Linked DNA regions of Mus musculus: all the other regions are linked to region 4. Evidence: chromatin contacts called from public HiCAR-type and promoter capture Hi-C data. All regions are on one chromosome and are shown on one strand. Each heading gives the region's core, a stretch centred on a gene start, on an enhancer-like site or on the middle of the called end of the contact. The rest is flanking DNA. Distances are from core to core; before and after follow the strand shown. Region 1 holds the start of 4930405J17Rik (RIKEN cDNA 4930405J17 gene). Region 2 overlaps Map3k5 (mitogen-activated protein kinase kinase kinase 5). Region 3 holds the start of Bclaf1 (BCL2-associated transcription factor 1). Region 4 holds the start of Tnfaip3 (tumor necrosis factor, alpha-induced protein 3). Region 5 overlaps Map3k5 (mitogen-activated protein kinase kinase kinase 5). Region 6 holds the start of Mtfr2 (mitochondrial fission regulator 2).

Region 1 (2,700 bases), core at 25-2,524, 1.2 Mb after region 4:
AGAACATAGCACATGGCATCATTGTCCGAAGCACTATAAATTTGGGACTAGCCAGGCAGCAGCATCCTTTCCCAGTTTGTAAATTGTGTCCTCTGGGAACCTCCTAAAGGAAAAGAGAAGACAACTACTGAGACAGAGTCCCTGCACAGCCATGGCCGCTGTGAGCGCAGCAGGAGGCCTTCCAGAGCCACCCTGACTTCTTGAACACAAAGGACAGAGAACTAGGAATCAAAGGGGTCCAAAGAAAGTGCTGTGTGTGCTCAGGGGTGCTTAAGATAAGGTCTAATCCTTGAGATTAGAAGCAATCTGGGTGGGGTCAAGAAAGAACAAACCATCTTGCAGGAACTGTCCGCTGCCTGGCTGGCTGGGCTCCCTTAGTTGTCAGTGGTACAGGTGTATAGGTTTTCTACATTCCTTTATGAAATGAACCTCTGTTCTTTTCCTTTTCTATAACTACAAGTAAAATATACATGGAATCTCTTAATATTTGCCTTCAAATAGTAATAACCAAACTCCTAAGGTTGGTTAAACATTCACATTCTACTAAACACCAAAGTCTAATCTGCATCATTGTGATAATTGTAACAAACTTAGTTAATTTTTCTTCTGTGAAATATTTTAAATTCTTATAAAAAATGCGAAGTGCAGCACCATTTTCAGATTGCTGGTTAGTTTTTTCAGATTGCTGGTTAGTTGTCAATTCAACACAAGCTAAAGTCATTTGGGAAGAGAAACCTTAATTGAGAAAGTGCCTCCATCATGGCCTGTATGCAAGTCTGATGTGGGAGGGCCCAGCCCACAGTGGGTGATTCTTGCCTAGTTTGTATAGAAAAGCAAGCTGAGAAGCAGTGTTGTCTAAGCTTCCGCTTCAGCGCCTGCCTCTAGGGTGATTGCTGCCCTGCTTGGTTTCTGTCTTAGCTTCCTTGGGGGGGGGGGGCGGGGGGTGGGGTGGGGGGTGGTGGTGACTGTGACTGGGATGTGCAAGCTAAGTAAAACCTCTCTTTCCCAAGTTGCTTTTGGTCATGGCCTTTATCACAGCAATGGAAAGCAAAGTAGGACAAAATTTAAGGGACTGACCAGTTCCCGTGATCTCAGTCACTGAGGAAGACAAGCAGATCTTTGTCTTTTCCTTTACGTGTCCCTTAAGTGTTCCTGTCCCTGAGCCCTGCCCATTTCTGTTCTCTAGAATAGGAGCAGATGCAGGGTCCCACAAGGCTCTGGTGTGAGACTCTGTTACAAACAAGCAAGGGACAGGGAAATGGGGAGATGTTTGTCAGAAGGAGCAGACTCAGTTCTAAGTTCTGGGACCTGGCGTCCAGTGAGCTCACAATAGAGAAAGGACATTGTCCTGGAAACTCACTAGGAGATAGCCTCTTTCTCACCACACATAAAAGTGCTGGGCCCTCGATGGAGATGATAATTAACTTAATTGTGGTAATCGTCTTCCAGTGTGTGCATAAGCATGCTATTATGTTATACACCTGAAACGTACAAATTTACCCCTCAATTACCTGTCAGGAAAGCCAGGAGTGGGGAGAACAAACGAATGCTGGCTGATGTCTCCTGAGCACATAGAATGCCTACCGCATAAAATCCAGTCTATCAGAGTCAAAGGTTAAGATGGCAAAGCAAGGACAAGGGGGCAAGATGCTTGCTTCATCTGCAGGGGAAGGCCGAGTGAGTGCTGTGCCCACAGGTCACCGTGGCTCCTCTCAGCTCTCTCGGATAGGATAGAATGCAGGCTAGGCGTGGAGAAGAGCTCTCACTGGTCATGACCTTGACCAGGTTACAGCTGAGGCTGACCCGGGAGAGCAGGGAGGCAGTGGGCAGGACATGGTGAGCACGTGGAAAGGAAGGCCATAGAAGGGAAGCACATAAGCTCTTTGGATTTTCTTCCCAGGGTCTGCTCTGTAATCGACTTCCTCGTCTAACTGCTGCTGCTGAAATGTTTCCATGTTTTATATTTGCTAGGGATTATCGGGTGGTGTTTACTGACAAACCTACCTTTATTTCCTCATAGCTTATTGGGATTTGTGTGCATTTAATCTCTACTTAAGTGATTTACATTCTTTTAAATAGTGAGCTGCCAATATCATTCATCAGTATAGTTCTGCAATAAATTCAAAATGGATCCAAAAATGGAGTGATAAGCCAGGGCTTTGGGCTTGAGAAGATAACAAGGAAGATAGCGGCAGCCAGGACTGCTCCTCTTTCTGAGACAGATTCTGTGCCCCGCAGCTTAGGAAGAGGCAGCACCCATCCATCCCCTGTGTGCTAGGCATAGACATCTTCTGAGCCACGCGGTGTATAGAAAACCCTTTGTTGTCCTTCTTGTTGGCTGCCAGCTGTCCTGCTGCATGAATGCATCACCGTTCAGTTAAAACACTGTTGTTCTCGGGAAAGAGTGGAGCGCTGTGCCCACACAATGTCCTCCCTGTCCTTCCCTTTGGTCTCTCCTTGTGGTACCAGTCATGTCTCAGCAGGCCATTCTGGCCTAAGTGCTTCCTGGGTGCTCTGCCTCTCTTCACGTCAAGAGTACATGCTGTCCCAGAGCATGGAGTAAGAGTTACAGAAAGACTGACTGTTAGAGGAACTTTCCAGTCCCCACTGAGGAGAACCCCAGTGCTCCCACACTCAAAATCTTCAGTCCTTTCCTTAGTAACTGTTCCCGTATACTTCACACACATCTTTCCCTATACT
Region 2 (2,836 bases), core at 232-2,731, 1.1 Mb after region 4:
AGATTAAAAGAGAAGGGCATTTCACTATTGAGAGCAAGCAGAGGTTTTGTACTTTGGGGTTTTTTACTTTTTACTAGCCTGAACAGAGAGGATTTTTCTTGTGGAGCCTCTCCGTGCATACCCATATTGATATTGGAAGGTGCGCATGCTCGAGCACATGTGGCTTAAGGTGTCCATCCTGTGATCATGTTAGGGGCAGAGATCACATGGTCAAAGGGATAAAGGGTGAACATAATACTGCCAGAACTGAGAACTTAGAAGGATAATGAGCAGAGATTACTATGGGCTACCTAGAAGAACGGGAGTGATTGTGTGACTCGTTTCTCTTAAATATGTTTTCAAGCGTGTTAGCCGAGACATATGCCAAACTTTGAAGGTCTTTTAAGCAGGCAGCAGTGTTCTGTGTGTATTATAGGTGTTTGTTTCTAATGCACCTGCTCACTACCCTATAACCAACGTAAATGTCCTAGGTAATCCACAGAAAGTAAGGAACACCACAGAGAAGAGTGCCTGGGAAGTGAAGGAAGTTATTTATATAGATACTGTCCACAGGTGACCCAGGCTAGCTTAAACTGTGGTGAACTTTCCCTCGGGGGCCATGTTTGGCCTGTGACCTGAAGAGAAGATTATAAACAACTGATAACATAAATGAAAATTATATCAAGAACTCTGTATTGAAAGGAATTCTCTCCTGAGATAAACTGTTATTGAAGAACACAGTATGAATGCCATTGTTTGGTCTAAGGGCACTTTTATTAGGCTCAAGTCAACCACAAACAGCATCAGTGAAAAGATAACATTTTGATTGGAATATTCTTTCCCTAGGGTGACAATGTATTGATTAATACCTACAGTGGTGTGCTCAAGATCTCTGACTTCGGGACATCCAAGAGGCTTGCTGGCATAAACCCATGTACCGAAACCTTTACAGGTACGCTTTTCCCGAACGATACAGATCTTGGATAATTAAGAATGTAATTGCTGAGCCTCAGCGTCAGGTGAGAGATAAACTAAGTCAGGTTTCTCACAAACACTGATGCTGGGATTGCCTGATGCTCACTGGAAAACTGTACGGGGCCTGACTTGCCCTCCTGTCTTCCTGGGTTCTGAGTGGCTCAGCCTGTGTGTAAACCACTGAAGGTGACTTCCCACTCTCAGCATGCTTGCTTTTTGTTTCCTGACCTTTTTTTTTTTTTTCCCTTGACTGGCTTACAGCCACTCTGACCCTCACGAGACTGCTGTTTACAAACATACCCTCACCCAGCCTCTCTGATTCTTACTCATACCCAAACAACTTCCTATCTGGGCTCCAGTTTCCCCTCCTTCTTAGTCTGTTTTCTCCCAGGAATCAATTCCCCTCCCCCACAACATAAATAACCCTAAGATTTCAATTCAGAAAAGAGGAAGTGACTCATCCACTCGGAAGAGGTGGAGATGAGAAATTGGGCAACGCAGTGACTGAGCTGCCTCTGATGCCAAGTCCTGGGAGGGTGGAGACAGCAGTTTTCAAAAAGGTGAACACAGCCAAGAGGAAAACAGAGCCCAGCAGATGGATGACTGCCCATTAGATACCGAGCCTGCAGAATGTCTCTGTTCCATGTTCTGATGCTAACTCTCCAGGAGCATTGGGCTCTGTTATTATTAGAGGAGGAGGGCAGGGCCAGAGATTTAGAGATTGACTAAAAAAAAAAATTAAGGAGTCAGTGACTAATCTTTGATTCAGTGTAAAGCAAAATGGCCAGATGTCCCCATTTCTGAATCCCCTGTGGTAGACAGAAGCGCCCCCATTTTGCAAGTGGGACATTAGTGGAAAGAGGTGGGAGACACCTCTGGTGGTCAGGGCAGTTTGTCTGTGATGGAGCTCAGGGTTTCCTCTCTACCTTTGCTCTTGCCATTGGCCTGCAGACCTCAGTCCATCTTCCTCTCCCCCTTACTCTGCAGTCTGTGCTGGTGGCCTCGGAGGTGGGAAGGAGGAGAGAGAAACCCTTGTGCCTTTCAGATCCTCCTATCTGCGCCACCTCCTGGACTCCACACAATGTATTTCAGACACAGGATTACCCATATTTACGATGTATTTTAAAATAAATTCCAACCGACGAGCAACTTCCATGTTTGCGCCTCTTTCCTCATTCTCTCTCAGCTTAGCAAGCAGCCATTTAGATGTTGCCCAGACTCAGTGACTTGGGAGATGATAATTCCTACTTCTGCAATGTTTGTGGGCAGGATGTTGATCTCATACCTCCTTTTCATCTTGAAGATTTGTCTTTAATCCACAAGGCACTGTAGGGAAGGAGCCCTCACCGGGGCCCTGAGCCTATAACTCTCCCACTGGCCACACATGAAGGTGATGTGTACAGTGTATGACTAAGGAGCTCAGATCTCTCTTTCATGCTGATCTGAGAGCCATGGCTTGCAGGCAGGTCTTGGTCCTTTCAACACTGTGGGCTTTGTAGTCCTGACTGGCTAGAGGTCAAGATACCTCGTCAGCTCTGGTGAATGTAGTGGGAAGACCTGGCTTGATTTCAGCTCCTGCTGATTTGGGTGAGGGGCAGACAGGGCGAGTCATCGTTTATTGCTCTGACTGCATACCTTGCTTGGGTGCACAGTGCATCATACACACTGAAATTTGTACATGAACCCTAATCAGGAGGTAACATCATCCCGGTTTATGGTGAGAACATTAAGGTTCAAAGAGTTTAAATAACTTGCCCAAGGTCACAGAACTGTTTAGTAATAGATCTGAGGTTTGAGCTAGACTTGACATGCTAAGTGGAGTTAATTACCTTCTCCTCAGACCTTTCCCACCCACGTTCTTCTCTGTCTCTCGCCACTGAGG
Region 3 (2,720 bases), core at 93-2,592, 1.3 Mb after region 4:
CTTTGGTAACACATTGATTTATTTGAGGTCAAAGTTAGGTTAGGAAGGTGTACTTCTGTGGCTGAACAATTGTGTAGCGCGTACCAGGCAGGTTCTGCGGGTTCAGTGCCCAGCACAGGGGATCTAATGAGCGAAAAATTATATTGCCTTAGATGAAAAGATAACTTTCCAACATATACTAGAATTGCACAGGACTTAATAGCTTCAAAGTGATTAGATTTTGGTATTTTGAATAGATTAAGAGCTATTGGCCCCTGCTGTCTCATTAATATAAAATAGCACAGTTGTGCTGTCTTTGTGCTTCATGTAAATACAGCTCACCTACTTGACAAGTATTTTCTGAGCTCCTACTTTATGCTTTAGACCTATCAGGGTCCCGCATATAGCGCAGATCATAGCTTCCACCATGGTAGTGGGAGCTGGGTGCGGAGCAATTGCCCAATTAAAATACAATCAAAATCAGGATTCATTGGTCAGTCAGGTACTTCCTCCACTGTGGAGTGGATTGTGAGGACAGGCTGCCCTGAACAAGGTTAAAGATCAGAATCAAACTCTAATGCTGAACTTAACTGACAGGCTGCCAATTACAGCTTTGAAATCCTTCAAGGAATTTAACGTTGTCCTAAAATATCACACCGTAATAACGGCTTTAGTCCCTTGAGTGGTCCTGCTTTGGTAAGAACAGCAGGTAAATATGTCTGCAACTTGCTTCAATTCAATCCTGGCTTCTTCGTTTATAATCTGATTCTGGCAGATCCAGTTAGGGCGTGAGGTTTCCGGATCCGTACAAAACTCTGAGAAAGCCTCAGGGGCCAGGCTCCGGCGCCCGGGAAGTTAAGAGCCATTCCGTGACGCAGTCGCCCAGCCGATCCAAGTCTCACGATCGGCCCGGGAGGGGGCGGGGGGCGAGTTCACCCGAAGCCACTCGGCAGAGACTGCCTTGTAACTGTCATGTTAGGCGTCCGAGGGACGGCGCTTCCGGGCAGACGCAGCCCTGCGTCGTCGGTTTTCCGGCCTTTTCCTCAGTGAGAGAGCTTCTGGCGTGCTCTGGGTCGCCGCCTCAGAAGGAGCCAGGCTCGCTAACAGCGGCTCGGAAGTCAGGGGACATCAGTCTCGACTGTTCTTCGAACAAAGCCGAGCCGCCTGCGGAGAAGCCAGCCAGCCCTTCAGGGCCCGCCCCACCCTTGTCCCACCCCCTGTCGGCTACACCTCGCGAGACCGGGCAACGAGACTTCCCAGAAAGCCTTGGGCTACACTCAACCGCGGTTCGCCAGTCGCGCCTGGGCGGGACGGTGGGAGGGGCCTGCCTAGCGATTTAGCGGCCTGGAAGGCCACGCCCCAAGTCGGAAGTGACGGAGCCGAGCTAGCGCGACGAGGCCGCCTCTATGGTCTTCCTCTCCTTCTGGAGTCGGGAAATGGCCGCTGTGTAGTTAGCACGGAGGTAAACCCTGCACGCACATCGTGCTTCGGCGTGTCAGGTAGGCCTCGCGCCGCATTCGAGTCACTCAAAGGAGAAAGCCGAGGCGACAGGGCGGTTGGGTATCGACAACTCTGACGCGTGGTGACGGGTCGGCGGCGGGAACGGGGACCCCGAGCCGTTACTCGTGCGTTTTCCTCCTCGCTCCCTCGGGTCTGGAAGGCGCCGCGGGCCGCCGGGGTGGGGGGATGGGGGAGCTGCGCCACCAGCGGGCCGGGCTGCGAACCTGGCTCGGGGCCGGAGCCCGGGAGGCCTCGGCGTGCGCGTGCGCAAACCGCTCGCCGACCCTTCCCCCACGGCCTCGGCTGGGACTCCTGCGCGCGCCCGGCCCAGGGCTCTGCGCACGCGTGCTTTTTTCCCCTTTCTTCCCTGCCCATGGCAACGCCGCCGCGTGTGTTAGTTTCCGAGCCTTGCTTGTTGTTGGCCTTGGGGGAGGCGTCTTCCTTCCTGGTCCTAGCCTTTGGGACTCGGAGGAGATAACGGCGAGCTGCGACAAAGTTAAGCAACGGAATCAGCCACGTCGTGCGTGGCGGTTAAGCCGCCTCCCTCGCCTCTATGGGGTACATATGTCGGTTTAGGCCAGGCTTAATCAGATGAAGGCTTTCGATCTGTTTGTAGCAGACACCTGGGTGTTGGCGCCAAAGTTTTTCGTTTTGGCTCCCTACCAACTCACTGTTGTAGCCGATCAGTAGGTGCGTAGTTCCAGTTTCTAGCGGGATGCGACTAAGAGAGGGGCCCTTTCTCAGTAATCCAAGCGCTGACATACCTTTTTTTTTTTTTTTTTTTCTTGTTTTTCCAGACAGGGTTTCTCTGTGTAGCCCTGGCTGTCCTGGAACTCACTCTGTAGACCAGGCTGGCCTCGAACAGAAATCCGCCTGCCTCTGCCTCCCAAGTGTTGGGATTAAAGGCGTGCGCCACCACCGCCCCGGCTACCTTTTTTGGTAAGAGTTAGCACACTTTAGAAATTGAGGATATTGGCAGCGGTGATTGGGGGGATAAATGGGTGAAGGAAGAAGGTTATAGTTCTGTCACTCAGTGCTGGCCTTGAACTCCCAGTTAATCTCCTGCCTTAGCTTCGGGAGTGGTGGGATAATAGTATTTTTTTTTCGTCACTTCTTCGTCACCCCAGCTGAGTTTTAAGATTTGTTTTCTTGGTCTGGGGAGTGACCAGAATATTGGATTTCTGTACCCTAGACGATCTTCTTGGGTCCAAGTGGCTTCGAACTACGGGTTCTCCATGTAT
Region 4 (2,765 bases), core at 7-2,506:
CCAAAAAAAGCAAAGCAAAGCAAAACAAAACAAAACAAATCCATACAAAGAACTGCAAAAGATCCAAGTAGCATCTCAGACAATAAGAATGGAGACCGGATCAGTTGCTCAATAATCTGGGACATCAGAAGGCTAACTAACTGTGATCAGTTCTCCAAACGGTGCCCCCACTTGACCAGACTAGCTTTCCAAAGAAAGATCAGAGACCAGGAGAAAACAAAGCATGCTCCAAAAAGAGCTCTTAATACCTCAGCTTTCCTGAGAGGCCAGGTGGCAGGATGTGGGACAACGGACCCGGACTGACAACACACTATCTCAGTGTGGAGTCGGGGCTGCAGCAGGGAGTCTTACATGCCACCTAAAGTGGAGTCCCCAACAAGCAGGCCAGAGAATCATTTCTGCATGCATACTCTTCTTAAACTGTGGCAACTAGAGACCTAGTGGCAATCTCAAAGCACGCCCCTCCCCTCCACCTCCCGCCCCGCAACCCTCCTCCCACAGATCACTGAAAGGTTAGCTGACCGAAGTCTCCAAGTTGGATTTGGTGGCCTCTGAGAAACCCATCCCCTGTTGGGCCAGTTGTGCACAATATGGGAAAAAAGCCCAACGCGGTTCTGCAAGGTCTACGTGCCTATGAACACGCTGCACTTGATTTCCAAGTGGGGGGGGGGTGTCACCCACGACCACACGACCTAGGAACCCAAAAGGTGACTGACTATTCATCAGCCAGCTGCAGCTCCTGTCACCCTGCAGGATCGAAAAGGAATAGCTAGCTAACTAGTCGGCTGAAGAAACTTCGGGCTGTCAACCTAAACACCTGGCACCGGGACCTCAACTCCGGCCAACAATACCCCAACTCCAGGATCCCTGCAAAGCCAGCGCAAGGCAGCTCCACACTGAGCTGGCCGTGCACCCCGAATCTGGCTGGCAGTGCACCCCACTGACCGAGGACCCCCGCATTCTGCTAGCCGTGCACCCCGCAGCCGGAGCATCGCTCACCTCTTGGGGCCGCGCGGAGCCCTCGCAGAGCCCAAGTGGCCGGCCGGCCGTCACTGGCGCGCGCCGCAGCCCGGGATCGTGGTCCGGGTCGTGGTGGGGGTCGGGCCGAGGCGGAGCCCCATGGACACCCGATCGGGCTCGCTGGCTGAGGGGGTGTGCACGTCTTTCGGCGGCCTGGCTCACCGCTCCGCCTCCGGCTCCGAAGACTACAGACTGGGCAGTTCCCTTTTTTGCCTTTCAGTTGTATGCTTTGCCAACAGGGGGATTTCCGATGGAAATTCCAGTCACGTGACCCGCGTGGCGCGCCGCCGACCGGCAGAGGGCGCTCTAAGCCGTGCCCGCCCCGCCCGGAGAAACTCCTAGGTCCCGCCCCGGGGTGTCCCCGCGTGAGTCACCTGGGCATTTCGGAAGCTGCCTTCCACGTCACATCCATGTGGAAATCGCGGTGATGGGAACTGGAAATGCAATAGGTTCTTTTTTATAGCTTCTTTTCTGAAGAAAATCAGCTGTGAAAAGGAAGGGAAATTAGAGAGAAAACCCAAAAAACCACCCAGACACACAGGACCTCAGGCTTGAAGCTTGGCTTTGAAGTCTGGGCTGTGCACGTGATGAGCACTTCAGAAAGAGCCCTCCGCAGGGTCCCGAAGGGAATTGACAGAAAAAGCGGCAGGGTTCTCCAAGCCATGTGTCAGCTTCAGGTTGGATGCAGTGCAGAGTGAGATCAGACCCCATGGTCCTGCAGTTTTTGAGTTACGGGGGGTGGGGGGGGGCAAGGTCAATTTCAGAGAGAATTAGATTCGCCTCCCCCACCCCCACTCCTACACACCCTCCATTTCTCCTTTATTTCCCTGTTCCAAGGAGCGTTTTAAAGTTTAGAAATTTCTTCAAGTTTATTGCTGGCTTTCCCCGATCCTTCTACAGTTGTTTTCTTAAGTATTGTTTGGCTGGCCTGAGAATTAGTTCGCCCCATGAAGCCAATGGAGGATAGCCTTCCACAATGCCCTGATTGATCCCCGACTTGCCTTTCTTGAGAGGGGAGAAAGCTTCGCTTCACTTAGACAGGGGCTTGAGCTCTGCAGAAAGAAGCGAAAATGCTTTTACCTTTCTGGAGAAAGTGGAGTGTGTATGGGGGTGAGGTGGGGTGGGGTGGGGATACTCTCTGCAGAGCTACACACTAGAAACTGAGGTGGCTTCATTCACTGGCCAGGAAGGGCCACTCTGAGAAGGTGACATTGAAACTCTGTGACAAAGAAACCTCCAGGCAGTCTAGAGATAAGACCTCAAGGGTCAGCCACATTTGATACATCAAGGGGCTGAGCAGAGCTCTCTGGGTGGTTGTGCTGGGGCTAGGGTGCAGGGTGTGAGGCTCTTCCCGGAAAGGAGCCGGGATCTGTTTGAGGGACCACGGGAGGTCTGCGGAGTGACCTGATGTTATTTTAAATAGTGTTTAGTGTGATTAATTTACTCTGTGTGTGTGTGTGTGTGTGTGTGTGTGTGTGTGTGTGTGTGTGTGAGTGTGTATCTCTAGGGTCCCCTGGCAGGATTCCTAGAAAATAGCGCAAACCAGATAGAAATACTCAGTGCCACTGGGACTTCAAGTGTGTTTGCCAAGTTGCCAGACTGTATATTGCCCGTTTGAACTAGAGACATGTGCTTCTTTCCCCAGTAGTGACTGGGCTAGAGGACAGCATTTTCTATTTGTAATGAGAGGCTTGAAGCAAGAGTACTGGCCACTACCCCAGGACAGGTCTAATGGCCATTACCCC
Region 5 (2,700 bases), core at 112-2,611, 1.0 Mb after region 4:
TATATATATTTTAAAGAAACTTCTGCAGTATTAAGTATCCATATGACCCTCAAATGGCCCTTAGTGCTCTCTGTATCCCTTAGCTTACCTTTCTCTTCTTTCCCCTCTCCCTGTTTAGTGTGCCTGCTCCAGTATCCCCCAACTGTCTCTCCATAACTGTATAGTCTATTTCCCTTGCCCTCTAACCTCTTACTCTATACCCATCCTCTGTGGTTTTATGCATTGAGGCATGCCTACTAAGTGCTTAAATGCTAACTTCCACGTAGAAGAGAAAACATAGAGTCTTTGGGGGTATTTTCTCTAGAGTTTTTTAGTTCAATGATGCAATCTCCAGACATATATAAGTGCAGTTTGTACCTGTTTCCCTCTTGAGTTGGTTGCTTTCCTTGTTGCTGAGGAAGAAGTACCTGACAGAAACAACTTGGGAGAGGAAGGGCTTGTTTGGGCTCACAGTTTCAGAAGGTCATAGTCTATCATGGGTAGGGTACTCTGCGCTCGTTGGTTCCTTGTTGAATAATATTGTATAATTTATATTACTTTAAGAATTAAAGTTTCATTTCATTTCCTATACTTTTTTTATTGGAAATATTCAAATGTCTGTGAACAAAGACCGCTAAGACATAAAACAAAGACCGTTAAGACTTGTAAGCTACAATGTCCCTCGATATGACCTTGGTTCTCCATTTAGAATGGAAATACCTATATTTCTAAAAAGATGTACAAATACTTTGTATAGGTGGGATTTCCTTTAATAATCTGCAAGTATATAAATACAGAGCCAAATAATGATGAATAATTATTTGGGGTTTTCTTGATTGGATTTGGACATTTGTTTTCCTTATAAGTAAGCCCCTTAGGGAAGACATGGGAACTTCAGAGAGATGTGTTTTTGCTTAATGTTTAACTTATTTTAAATTATGAGAAATACCAAGTATATATGAAAGCCAAGAATATAAATACAGTAGTCTGCCCTCTACCACAGTTTTGCTTTTCTTATGTTTTAGCTATGATTTAAATAAAGTAACTTCTATAATAATTTTTCCTTATGTAATCTTCTTTTAATGTCTCTTCAAATTGTCACTTAATAAGAATTTAGCCTATGTTTCCTTCATTGGGATTTTCTTTTTGAATAGAGATTCACGTTTCTCATGTGCTCATCTCAAACAGACTCTGTTGGAACTAGAATGTTTATATTTTCCCTTTTCTTCTTCATGTGTCCAAATGAAATAATTATGGATATCATTGCCTGCTTAATAGCCCATGTGTGGAATCCCTCAGTTTGTCCCTAGTATGTGCTACCTTAAAAACTGTAGTAGATAGCCAAGCACTGGCCCTCTCCAGTGAGCTCTCCAAGCTTGAAACTCAGGCCCATCCACATTCAGAAACGGCTTTGTGCCCTTCCAGCCAAAACTTGTGTGCAGCAGCCCAACCTTGGACTTTGTAAATTTCTTCCTGTAATTGGCCTTTTGCCATTGTTTCTACCACTCACTGGGTCCTCATCCTTTCAGGGCATTGCCAGAATGATACTGCTCAGTGGAAGCTTTGTGTATCCCAAGACAGAAAAAGAAAAAAGAAAAAAAAGTGCTATGTGTCTTCATTTTTAAAATATCAGTCATACACATTCATATGTTTCTGATAGTTGTTTGAAAATAGGAAAGTTTTTAAAAGGTAGGGTCAGTAGGTTGGGGGGGGTTAAGTGTCAGATTTGGGGGAGCTGGGGAGTCATGGGTGCGCAATTGCTTAAGCATTAAATCCTAATAGCACACTAGATTCTGGGATGGGAGCCAATGGAATAATTTGTGCTTGGGCACTGAAGTTATGCAAACAGAAGTTACTGCACACCCAGGGTTTCATGATTGAGAAAGTAAACTTGTACTCTTTTTTTTTTTTTTCATAGGTTCAAAAAGGCATTTGAGTCTGAGCCAACACTACAGTCAGGAATTAATTATGCAGTTCTCTTGCTGGCGGCTGGGCACCAGTTTGAATCTTCTTTTGAGCTTCGGAAAGTTGGTAATTGCAGCTTGATATTTTTAAAGAAAATCAAGAAAGTTGGTGCACAGGAGATGAACCTTACATTTGATATTCTGTCTCATCAAAACTCGTGTGGGGCAGGGTGTGATCCGGGTCTTTCGGATCAGACTCTCATGCTGCTGTACAGAATTCTAGCATTGGGGTATAATTCACACCTTTACTTTTTCTCAAGTTCTTGGTTCATATTGTTAAAACTCAAACTCACACTGATTCTTCATTCAGTCCCCAGTCCCCGGGTACAGTTAGCTTTGTGGAATATCAGATATGTATAAAATTGTGTGTTCCTGGTGCTTTCAAAAGAAAACAAAAATCAAAGAGACAGCTGAGTGGGGTGCTGCAAACCTGTAGGCCCAGCACTTGGGGGGTGGCGCTAAGAGTACCAAGAGTCTAAGAGCATCCTCAGCTACGTGGTGGGTCCGAGGATAGCCTGGGCTACATGAGATTGAGTCTCAAGACAAGAGCAAAACTAAAATGGAAGGAAGGGAAGGAAAGGGAGGCAGGGAGAGAGAGAGGAAATGAAGGAGGGAGAGAGAGAAGGATGGAGTAGCTAGCAGGCAAGCTAGCTGGCTGACTGATTGACTGACTTCTGGTTTGTTTTTGTTTTTTGTTTGTTTGTTTGTTTGTTTGTTTGTTTTTGCCTCAATCACAAGTGCCCCTGTGATTTCTTGG
Region 6 (2,700 bases), core at 103-2,602, 1.3 Mb after region 4:
CATTTCAAAGCCAACTTTCTTTAATTTCCGATCATGTCCCAAAACATTAATAACAAACCAAAACAACCAAAAACCAAAAAACACATTTCTCCAGAGAGTTTATACAGTCTTGGTTGTTTCTTTTCAGAAATGCTGTATTATTTTTTATTTTTTATTTTTGGTTTTTTTGAGACAGGGTTTCTCTGTGTGGCCCTGGCTGTCCTGGAACTCACTCTGTTAACCAGGCTGGCCTCGAACCCAGAAATCCACCTGCCTCTGCCTCCCAAGTACTGGGATTAAAGGCGTGCACCACCATGCCCAGCCTTATTATTTTTTAAGAATATACATATATTCATATATATATGTTATATATATACATATATTTATATATATGTAATTTGTTTTTGTTTTTTGTTTTGTTTGGTTTTTTGAGACAGGGTTTCTCTGTATAGCCCTGGCTGTCCTGGAACTCACTTTGTAGACTAGGCTGGCCTCGAACTCAGAAATCCGCCTGTCTCTGCCTCCGAGTGCTGGGATTAAAGGCATGCGCCAACCACTCCCAGCAATTGTTAAGATTATTAAAACATTCCTAAGAAAGGAAAAGAAAATGTAAGAATTTCAAAACTTAATGCTCATGTCCTCATGACATGCCAAATCTTTAGTTATTTAACTGAGGTTTTGTAATTAAATACATTACTACAATTAAATATCAATTTGTGAATTGGGTTGTGGTGAGTATAGCTATGACCAGTGTATATAACTCTGCTTTCCATAATCTCTTACTGTCAATACAAAACAAGGGTTTTTTGGTTTTGTTTTGGTTTTGATTAATTAAAGCTTTTTTGCTTTTCATTAGCTTTCAAAAGTTTGAAAGGTAAAGGTGTAAAAAAGCCTTAGGGTCAGCGAGATGGCTCAAGCAGCCTGCTACCAAACCTGAGGTCTCAAGTTCTATCCGTGGATCCTACACAAATTGTCCTTTGGCTTTGAAACAGGTACTTTGGCATGTGCATGTGTAGCGTGCACACACTAAGACATGTAAACAACTAGACTGGACAGTGTGGCTCAACATGAGTAATCCCAGCATTTAGCATAACGGCTAGATATTTTCGCAGAATGACTAAACAATTACAAGTGGGCGGATTCTTTGTTGAATGTTGGGAAGGCTTGACACCTTACTGGCAAAGGACTGAGTGAAGCACAAGTTGCAAAGGCAGAAGACACAATTCCGAATGCTGGGGGCACGGTGCGCATGCGCCTTTCGAATGCGCCTATTGGCTCTTACCCTTCCAATCACCGGCGGCGTCCTCCGGCGGCGTCCAATAGGGATAGACTCCGAACTCCGGCCCGCGAAGCTTGATATTCCAGGCTGGGGTCGAGTCGGAAGCGGCGAGCGATTCCGGGAAGAAGCTACTCTGCGGCTGTAGGTCGCGTCCGGAGAGTTTCCCCGGCCGCCTGGCGCCGTGCAATGCCGCGGGATGGTGAGTGGCACGGGCTCCGTTAGGCCTCGGCTTCCGGTCGGTGGCCGGTGACGGACGGACGGACGGAAGCGCGGGCGGGTGGCGTTCCTCGCGGGGTGAAGAGAGCGGCTGGGCGGTTCTCTCCAGGGGCAGCAGAGCTCCAGGGATGGTGATCTTGGCTGTCGCACATTTGCTTGTCAATCCCTTTACACACACACACACACACACACACACACACACACACACACACACGGTAAGATAGCAATGGAATTTAGTAAAGTGCTCTTTCTTTCCTTTTAAGTCTCTCTTCAAAATAATAGCTCTCCAGGAGCAATCACTTGATGGTGTCATGAAAGGTCTCTGTGGTTTCCTTAGTGCGGTCTATGTAGCAGTTACCTGTCAAGAGTAATAATTGATAACTTCTCTTCTAAGGTACCAACGAACAGCGTTTTCTTGAACTTCCTTCACCAATGTCTTTCATTCTAAATATATTAAGAAACGTGCTGGAATATTTTGGTGTTCCCGTAGACCAGGTAAAAGTCTTTTATTAATTTTGCTAACTTTATTTTTGGGTCTCGTTATTGTCGTTGCTTTGAGACAGGATATGGTGCAGCTTAGGCTAAAAGTCTGGATTTTGCTGCTATTCTTGGGTCGTTTTTGTTCTTTGAGCCAGGCAGGGCACTATGCAGTTCAGGCGTTCCTTGAGCTCCTGATCCCCCCCCCCTACCAATGGGAGGAAGTTAGGACAGAAACTCAAAACAAAGCAGGAACCTGGAGGCAGGAGCTGATGGAGGAATGCTGATAACTGACTTGTTCCACCAGCTTTCTTATAAAAATTAGGGCCACCTGCTCAGGGGTGTTACCACCCACCACCACCTACCAATGGCTGATTACAGATGGACAGTGTGCCATTTTGAACATGTTCTCTGCCCTGATTAGTTTTTATTGTCAACTCGGTATTAGAGTCTTATGGGGAGAGGAACCTCAAGAAATAGCTTAGATTACGTTGGCTTGTGGCCCTGTCTCTAAGTGAGTGTCCTTACTGTTCATAGTTGTGGTAGGGCCCAGCCCTGTGGAGGATACCATTCTTGGGATAATGAGTTCTGAGCTGTATAAGAAAGCTAGTTGAGCCTGAGCCAGGGTTTCTGCTTCTATTCCTGCCTGACTTCCCTCAATGATGATGAATCGTGACTGGCTAGTTTCATTTCAACTTGACACAAACTGTAATGATCTGAGAAGAGGGAACCCTGATTGAGAAATTGCC

Evidence for each region. Promoter capture Hi-C pulls out the DNA fragments that hold promoters and counts their contacts. HiCAR-type assays count read pairs that join an accessible place to other places.
Region 1: a promoter capture Hi-C map of liver shows a contact between it and region 4, with 2.1 times the contacts expected there. The contact joins the promoter of 4930405J17Rik here to the promoter of Tnfaip3 in region 4. A contact is called at or near these places in 4 of 39 promoter capture datasets (the C10 cell line, hippocampal neurons, liver and 1 more).
Region 2: a contact with region 4 is called in a promoter capture Hi-C map of liver, with 2.0 times the contacts expected there. The contact joins the enhancer-like site here to the promoter of Tnfaip3 in region 4. A contact is called at or near these places in 5 of 39 promoter capture datasets (the 3T3-L1 cell line, the C10 cell line, hippocampal neurons and 1 more) and 2 of 115 datasets of contacts at active chromatin or transcription factors (T-cell acute lymphoblastic leukemia and bone marrow-derived macrophages).
Region 3: a promoter capture Hi-C map of liver shows a contact between it and region 4, with 2.0 times the contacts expected there. The contact joins the promoter of Bclaf1 here to the promoter of Tnfaip3 in region 4. A contact is called at or near these places in 2 of 39 promoter capture datasets (liver and pre-B cells).
Region 5: a HiCAR-type map of astrocytes shows a contact between it and region 4, with 2.0 times the contacts expected there. The contact joins the enhancer-like site here to the promoter of Tnfaip3 in region 4. A contact is called at or near these places in 3 of 39 promoter capture datasets (liver and pre-B cells) and 2 of 115 datasets of contacts at active chromatin or transcription factors (astrocytes and double positive thymocytes).
Region 6: a contact with region 4 is called in a promoter capture Hi-C map of pre-B cells, with 2.6 times the contacts expected there. The contact joins the promoter of Mtfr2 here to the promoter of Tnfaip3 in region 4. A contact is called at or near these places in 2 of 39 promoter capture datasets (the 3T3-L1 cell line and pre-B cells) and 1 of 484 Hi-C or Micro-C datasets (B cells).

The regions. Positions count from the first base shown.
Region 1 is chr10:20,200,580-20,203,279 of GRCm38.p6, forward strand. 4930405J17Rik (RIKEN cDNA 4930405J17 gene) reads right to left here and starts at 1,275. Exons shown (of 3, transcript NR_045350.1): 1 at 1,078-1,275; 2 at 1-103. All of the region lies in intron 1 of Map7 (microtubule-associated protein 7), which reads left to right.
Region 2 is chr10:20,103,335-20,106,170 of GRCm38.p6, forward strand. Map3k5 (mitogen-activated protein kinase kinase kinase 5) reads left to right here. Exons shown (of 30, transcript NM_008580.4): 18 at 826-931. Among named protein-coding and RNA genes, the nearest start is that of Map7, 66 kb to the right of the region's middle. Within about 2 kb of position 1,482, at least 194 of the 459 cell types and tissues checked have an H3K27ac peak or open chromatin away from gene starts, as enhancers often do. A contact at or near this core is called in bone marrow-derived macrophages and liver, where this site is marked.
Region 3 is chr10:20,311,127-20,313,846 of GRCm38.p6, forward strand. It overlaps Bclaf1 (BCL2-associated transcription factor 1), which reads left to right and starts at 1,343. Exons shown (of 13, transcript NM_001025392.1): 1 at 1,343-1,478.
Region 4 is chr10:19,014,154-19,016,918 of GRCm38.p6, forward strand. Tnfaip3 (tumor necrosis factor, alpha-induced protein 3) reads right to left here and starts at 1,257. Exons shown (of 9, transcript NM_009397.3): 1 at 1,000-1,257.
Region 5 is chr10:20,044,475-20,047,174 of GRCm38.p6, forward strand. Map3k5 (mitogen-activated protein kinase kinase kinase 5) reads left to right here. Exons shown (of 30, transcript NM_008580.4): 8 at 1,898-2,010. Among named protein-coding and RNA genes, the nearest start is that of Map3k5, 110 kb to the left of the region's middle. Within about 2 kb of position 1,362, at least 45 of the 459 cell types and tissues checked have an H3K27ac peak or open chromatin away from gene starts, as enhancers often do. A contact at or near this core is called in astrocytes and liver, where this site is marked.
Region 6 is chr10:20,346,467-20,349,166 of GRCm38.p6, forward strand. It overlaps Mtfr2 (mitochondrial fission regulator 2), which reads left to right and starts at 1,353. Exons shown (of 7, transcript NM_027930.3): 1 at 1,353-1,457; 2 at 1,869-1,969. The coding sequence starts at 1,445.